Linked DNA regions of Pan troglodytes: region 1 is linked to region 2. A link is a contact called in public capture Hi-C data. All regions are on one chromosome and are shown on one strand. The core of a region is the stretch at or near the end of the contact, and the rest is flanking DNA. Distances in the headings are between cores, read along the strand shown. Region 1 overlaps OPTC (opticin). Region 2 overlaps ATP2B4 (ATPase plasma membrane Ca2+ transporting 4).

Region 1 (3,028 bases), core at 406-2,905, 200 kb before region 2:
TCCAGAGAGTTTCTTTCCCGAGGCCATTGCTGCTCCGGGGGGGGTTCCCCAAGGGCCGCTGCCTCTGCAGCTGTCTCTTGGCTAATCCCCCATTTTTGGCTAGGGAAGCCCAAGGAATAGAAAGAATGCCCTTGTTGTCTGTCTCCCTGAAGAAATTCTAAACAGAGCATCTGTCCCTCTGCACCAGGGAGGGAAGGAGGAAGAGAGAGATGGGGAGAGACAGAGAGAGAGAAACCCCACAGCTGTTCCTTCTCGATCTTGATGTGAACAGCTAGGCCTCCTGTTTCTCAGGTACCTAAAGGGGTTAGGGTTGGGCAACTGGCAGGGAAGGCAGACAGCACCTCTTTAGCCAGAGTGAGGCCCTCCTGTCTTGTAGAATGGTAAAGATGGAGAGAATGACACAGAGCAGATGCAAGCCAGCCCTGAGAGAGTACAAAGGAAGGGAGTGAGAGGAGGGGCTGTGGGGTCCAGCCAGGCATGGCAGCCAGCTTGAGGGCCTCATGCCAGCCGGCAGTCTAGGTTTGCATCAAATCCACCTCCTCCAACACCAGACTTTCCTAACCTCACTCATCCAGGTCCTTTGTGGCCCAGCAGCAACTCATATTTGACCTTGGCAAGGGCACTTGCTCTGGGCGGCACCCTGGTGACTATTCTGCCAGCTCTGTGTGAAGGGGAGTGCCTCCCTCCTCTGGGGCACCCTGTGGCCTTCAGGAGGGTCTTGCCCTAACCTGTCCTATGAGTATCAGCGGGAGGAGGTCAAGGGGAAGAGGCCAGGGCCCCTCCTCTCCGTGAGAGAAAGGATGAGTTTTCAATGACCTCCCCCTCTGCCTGCCCCATTCTCAGCTCCAGGGTCCTGTTTTTCCGAAGGTTACCCAGCAAGGCCTAGGGCCAGAGGAGGCTCGTGGAGAAGGGAGGGTGGGAGGGGCTGCTGGAGAGGCTGGAGCTAAGTCTGTTTTAGGAGCCAAGGCCATTTCCCCACCCTGACCTTGCCTGGACTCCCTTCCTGCTTCCTTTTCTCTTTTGTCTCTTCCCTGGGAATAGTAATCTCTTACATTTCTGCTGTCAGTTTGCACTTCAGCAAGCTCTTTTACATATGGGACCTAATTTGGCAGTCCTAACAACTCTGTGAGGAAGGAATTATTATCCCTGCTTTTACTGATGAAAATGAGAGGCTAAGTACTTTGTCCCAGAGAACGATGACTTAACATAAACAATCTATAACAGAAAAAGAAAGATGGGCATGGGGGTGGAGCTGCAGTGACAGCCATCACTTCTTGGGACTTCTTGTCAGAGAAATGGGAAATCCCATCTCCAGCTCCTGGAGCAGAGGATGGGTGCCCCTACCACGTCCCCTCAAAATGCTTTGAAAAGCAAGGACTCGGGAGGGCATCACCCAGGCTAGAAAAAGGGGGGCTGCCTATGGAGCTTGAGTCCAGGGCCTGCCCCCACCAGGATCAAGGCCTGTATCCTTAGGAAGCACATGAGGTAATGAAGGTCTCAGCTCAGGAGAACCTTGGGGCTCAAAGACACATGGCCCCCCATCTCTGCCGCACCCCTACATGCCTGTGTCTGTGTCCTCCTTCCTTCTGGCCAGGACAGAGGCAGACAGACCAGACGGGGAGGTGGCCCCGGCTCTCCCCGCCCCCTCCCTGTCTAGCTGCCTCTCAGCTTTCTCCTCCCACCTCACCCGCCCCTCCCCTCTCCCCCACACTAGACACCAGCTCAATTTTGTCTCTCCTCTCTCTCAAGGTCATCTCTTGGACCAGCGGGCATCACATTCTCCAGCAGGCGCCATCTCACACGCCTCCCTCCTGTGGCCGCCGGCAGCATGGACAAAGGTCTCCATGCAGGGGGAGGAGGCCTGCTTCTTTCCCCACAGCTCTCACGTCTCCCTTCTCCCTGCGGGTGACAAAGAAGCCCAAGGACCACCTCCTTCCTGCCTCATTGTAATAAAATTCCCCACACTGAGGCCTTCTTGTCTTGAACCTGGCCTGTCCAGCCCTTCCAGATATGGCCAAACCCATGGCCTGGATGGGCTTGTGTACTTCCTTTCAAACGAGCCCACACAGAACGCCTGCTCTCCCCTTCCTCCCCTCTGCACTCCTTCTGCCTCCTTTTTCTCTATTCTCCTTCTGTGCTCAGGCACCACAGCAAATAGCTTTTTGTTTCCTCCTGGCACTACCAGTCCCAGCCCTGCCTTCAGGAATTCTTTTCTCTCTCTCTCTCTTTTTTTAAAAGACTGGGTCTCACTAGGTTACCTAGGCTGGTTTTGAACTCTTGGGCTCAAATGTTCACCTGCCTTAGCCTCCTGAGTCGCTGGGGTTGCAGATGTGTGCCACTGTACCGACTCCAGAATTCTTTTCTTTTGTGTCTAACACACAGTTCAGACACAGGAGGGAGTGGAAGTGTTTCTTGTTATGGCACCTGTAGAGGAACTGTGATGCAAGGGAGTGAGCACTGGAATGAGAGTCTGAAGACCTGAGTTTGACTACCCTATATCCTGATCACACCAGCACCTCACTCTGTCCTGGCCCCTTGGAGTTCCCTCACTCCAAATCTGTTGCTCAAAGCATATCCAAGCCCAGGGGGTGTGGGGCCTATCCCTATCTTATTACATTTCTAGTCTAAGAACAAAGACCCAACCCTCTCCTACTGTTCCCAGTAGCACAGACTACCATTGACAAAGAGGTATCAAATGGTAAAGGAGAAAAGGAAGGAAGTACAGAAAATACAGACACACAATCAGTCTAGTCTCACAAGTTGAGCTTTCTGAGCCCAGATCAACTATACCATGGCTTTAAAGCTTGCTTAGCTGCAGGCCTTCCTGACCCTTCTCTAGTCCATGCAGAAGAGAGAATAATCCAAGCTTTTCACGCCCTTTCTGACCCATCCTGAAACCAAAGGTAACGACCTTTGAATTGCACGTTGTCCATAATCAGTGTCCCCCAAGGATCACTGGGCAGTCTTAGGAGAGGTGCTTCCTCCCACAGAGAGGCCCCCTGCCTCCCAGGACAGGCTCCTGGAGCCC
Region 2 (2,874 bases), core at 285-2,784:
TTCTCTTTCCTCTCATCCCCATGGACAAACAAGGAAGCGAGGGAGCAGATCTGGATAGAAAGCATGGTTGGAAGAATCTGCTGCGATGAAGAAAGCAGATATCCAAACTCCTTGCTGAGATAAAGATGTAAATCCTTGGCTCCAGGGAGCTCTGATGAAAACCAGATCCTGGCTCTAGGCCCCCAAATCAGGTTGAATTTGAGCCTTGATTTTTATGTCTAATGGTAGCTTGTAAAGGGATGAGTTATAAAGCCTGCCCTAAATAAACTGGCTAGGTGCTGGTAGCCCCAAATGCCTTCCGTGTACTCCCCCTCCTTCCCCAACTTTCTTCCTCAAAGATGGGGGATTAAACGAACCATCAAGACTAAGAGAAAATTGGCCAGAAGAGTAAAATAGATTTCTGCCGAAACTGTGGGCTCTCAATGGAAGAGACACACAGCTAGAAGAGTAGGAACAGTTAGTTCAGTCTTTGCCACTCAGTTATTCCTGAAGGAAAGAATAAGAGGGAGAAAGAGGAGAAGATACTAAAACCAAGTCTACACGTTTCCCTAAGCATTCCTTCTTCCCTTAGGGGAGAGAAGGTTTCTACCACTTGGCTGGAGAATCATCTTGAGCTGTTTAGTGGAGGACAGTTTATGAAAAGGAAACAAAACACATTCTCTCAGGAACTAAATAATTCATTTCTGCAGCTGCCTGCAGATGAATAAGGGGGAAGCTTGCCTGGTGCTGTTGAAGTAACACGGAGACACCTTTCAAAGTCTTTGCCATCAGGCAGAAACAGTTCAAACCTCTCACTTCCTAATCCCCACCCCATTTTTCCAAGCAATGTGACTCAGGCCAGGAGCAAGAGAAAGCACCTCAGGTGTGAGTATGCACTCACCTACATGAGCGTTTTGGTGGATATCCCGAGGATTCATGACAGCCTCTAGCAAGAATGAATGAAAACAGAGATGTGAGCTTCCTTTACATTTATGTCCCTTCCCTGCAACCCAAACACTTTGCTGTTGTCCTTCTGGGCTCTGAGCAGGACCAACAAATTGGATCTCTTAATAGTTACTTTGGGTTTCGACCCCACTTTTTTCTTTCTTGTTCAAACAGGTAAAAAACAAGGAGTCCCTGAAAATCGCAACAAAGGTAACCTCTCCAACTACTCATTTACCATCTCTACCTGCCCACACTCAAACCAGACCTTTCCAGGCCATCTTCCTTCTCCCTTTTCCTCTCCATAAATCTGTTATCTGCTGCTGTGGCTCAGATGCCTCATCCTGAGGAAGGTGCAGAGATTTTTGGGGTGGTCTCAAGGTCCTGATCCCAATCTAAGATGGGACAACAGCACCCTCTGCTGTTGGCTCACAGAATGTCATGTCAAGGTTTGTCTTGGGGAGTGTGTAGGATTGATCTGCTCTTCCTAGGGAGCTGAACTCTGCTTCATTGACCTCAGCCTGATTTAAACACCAACAGTCATCAGTTTCTGGGTTGGAAGACTTCAGGGTCCTCATGGTGGAGGGAGGTGGGGTGGGTAGTCCCTGCACCGTCCTCTTGCTAGCTTCCTCATAAGTGTCCTCTTCTGGTCTGGATCCCTTCTCTGCTGGTCTTCTCAGGGGTGCTTGGAGAGAGCCCTTTCTCTGTATCTCTCTCCCCACCTCCCTTCTTTGTTCTTGCCACAGTCTGTTTTCTTCCTCCTGATCTGATGTGTGTTTCTCTTTTGGTGACTGTGTTCACATTCTGTCTCCGTCTTCTTGTTTGTGAGTCTGACAGCAGGGACTACTCAGGAAGGGTATCCTAAGCAAGGGGCTGAGCCCTGTAGGGGTGAAAGTGGAGTGGTGCTGGGAGCCAGCAAGAACTACTGTCTTGTGACGCTCCTAGAGATTTGTTTTTACTTTGTAACCCACATCACAGCAGTCTTTAGAAATAAAGTCATCACATTGGAAAACCAGAGCTAAACAGAAATAATTCTTTAATTTTAGGTCTTTAACTCTTCTTTTAAAAGCAAAATGGATTCATATGTCTCTCTTTATGCCTGCTTTCTCTTATTCCAGGAGGTCCCTCACACCAGCTTCTTCCCTCTTCCCCAAAAGACTTAACCCCAGGTCCCACTCTGTATCTCTCTACCTTTGTCAGTCAGGGAAGAAAGGGAATTTTCTTTTCCTATCCTCAACTGCTAGAAGGGGCTGGAAAATACCCTGGGTCTGGGGGTATGTGTTTCTTCCCTGACAATCGAGAGAGAGAGAGAGAGAGAGAGATAAACCATTTAACAGAGCAATCTTGTGCTCCAGAAACATCTGCCAACCCTCTCCTTCAGCCCCTTTCTGCAGTAAAGATTCACTATTTTAAGCACTGAGTTCCAGGAAGGATGGTTGTTTTAATAGTGCTTAGTGACATGATTAATCCCCTTGCTGGAATAAACCTAGCTTGGGACTCTGAGGTAGTGCCAGGAAGCTGCCACTGAAGAAGAAATCCATACCCTAAAAGCACCCCAGTTTCATCTAAACTCATTAGAATATTATTCCAAAGGCCCTAATAGAGTGTTGAAGGCAAGTTCCATGTCTAGCGTGGGTTGGAAGTGGTCGGAACTGATGTCAGGGTCCAAGGTATATTCCGGGAAAGAGACAGGAAGGTTTTCTGGTTTCCACCTGCCTGCCACTCAGTGCTACCACCTTGCCTGCTCACCTGTCCTATTTGTGTATACACTCCAGCAAAGACCCAAGACGGAGTGGCCCTGGAAATCCAGCCACTCAACAGCCAGGAGGGAATCGACAATGAGGAAAAGGACAAGAAGGCAGTCAAGGTGCCTAAAAAGGAGAAGTCAGTGCTGCAGGGCAAGCTGACTCGCCTGGCTGTTCAGATTGGGAAAGCCGGTGAGTAGGGTAGAGC

The links. Capture Hi-C pulls out chosen DNA fragments and counts their contacts.
Region 1: a contact with region 2 is called in a capture Hi-C map of stem cell-derived neural stem cells, with 10 times the contacts expected there. The contact joins two enhancer-like sites. A contact is called at or near these places in 5 of 7 Hi-C or Micro-C datasets (blood, induced pluripotent stem cells, a lymphoblastoid cell line and 1 more) and 1 of 1 other capture datasets (stem cell-derived neural stem cells).

What each region holds. Positions count from the first base shown.
Region 1 is chr1:45,583,883-45,586,910 of NHGRI_mPanTro3-v2.0_pri, reverse strand. OPTC (opticin) reads left to right here. Exons shown (of 8, transcript XM_016936307.4): 8 at 1,750-1,969. Among named protein-coding and RNA genes, the nearest start is that of OPTC, 16 kb to the left of the region's middle. Within about 2 kb of position 1,655, at least 5 of the 24 cell types and tissues checked have an H3K27ac peak or open chromatin away from gene starts, as enhancers often do. A contact at or near this core is called in stem cell-derived neural stem cells, where this site is marked.
Region 2 is chr1:45,388,406-45,391,279 of NHGRI_mPanTro3-v2.0_pri, reverse strand. ATP2B4 (ATPase plasma membrane Ca2+ transporting 4) reads left to right here. Exons shown (of 21, transcript XM_024351060.3): 7 at 2,697-2,858. Among named protein-coding and RNA genes, the nearest start is that of LAX1, 62 kb to the right of the region's middle. Within about 2 kb of position 1,534, at least 2 of the 24 cell types and tissues checked have an H3K27ac peak or open chromatin away from gene starts, as enhancers often do. A contact at or near this core is called in stem cell-derived neural stem cells, where this site is marked.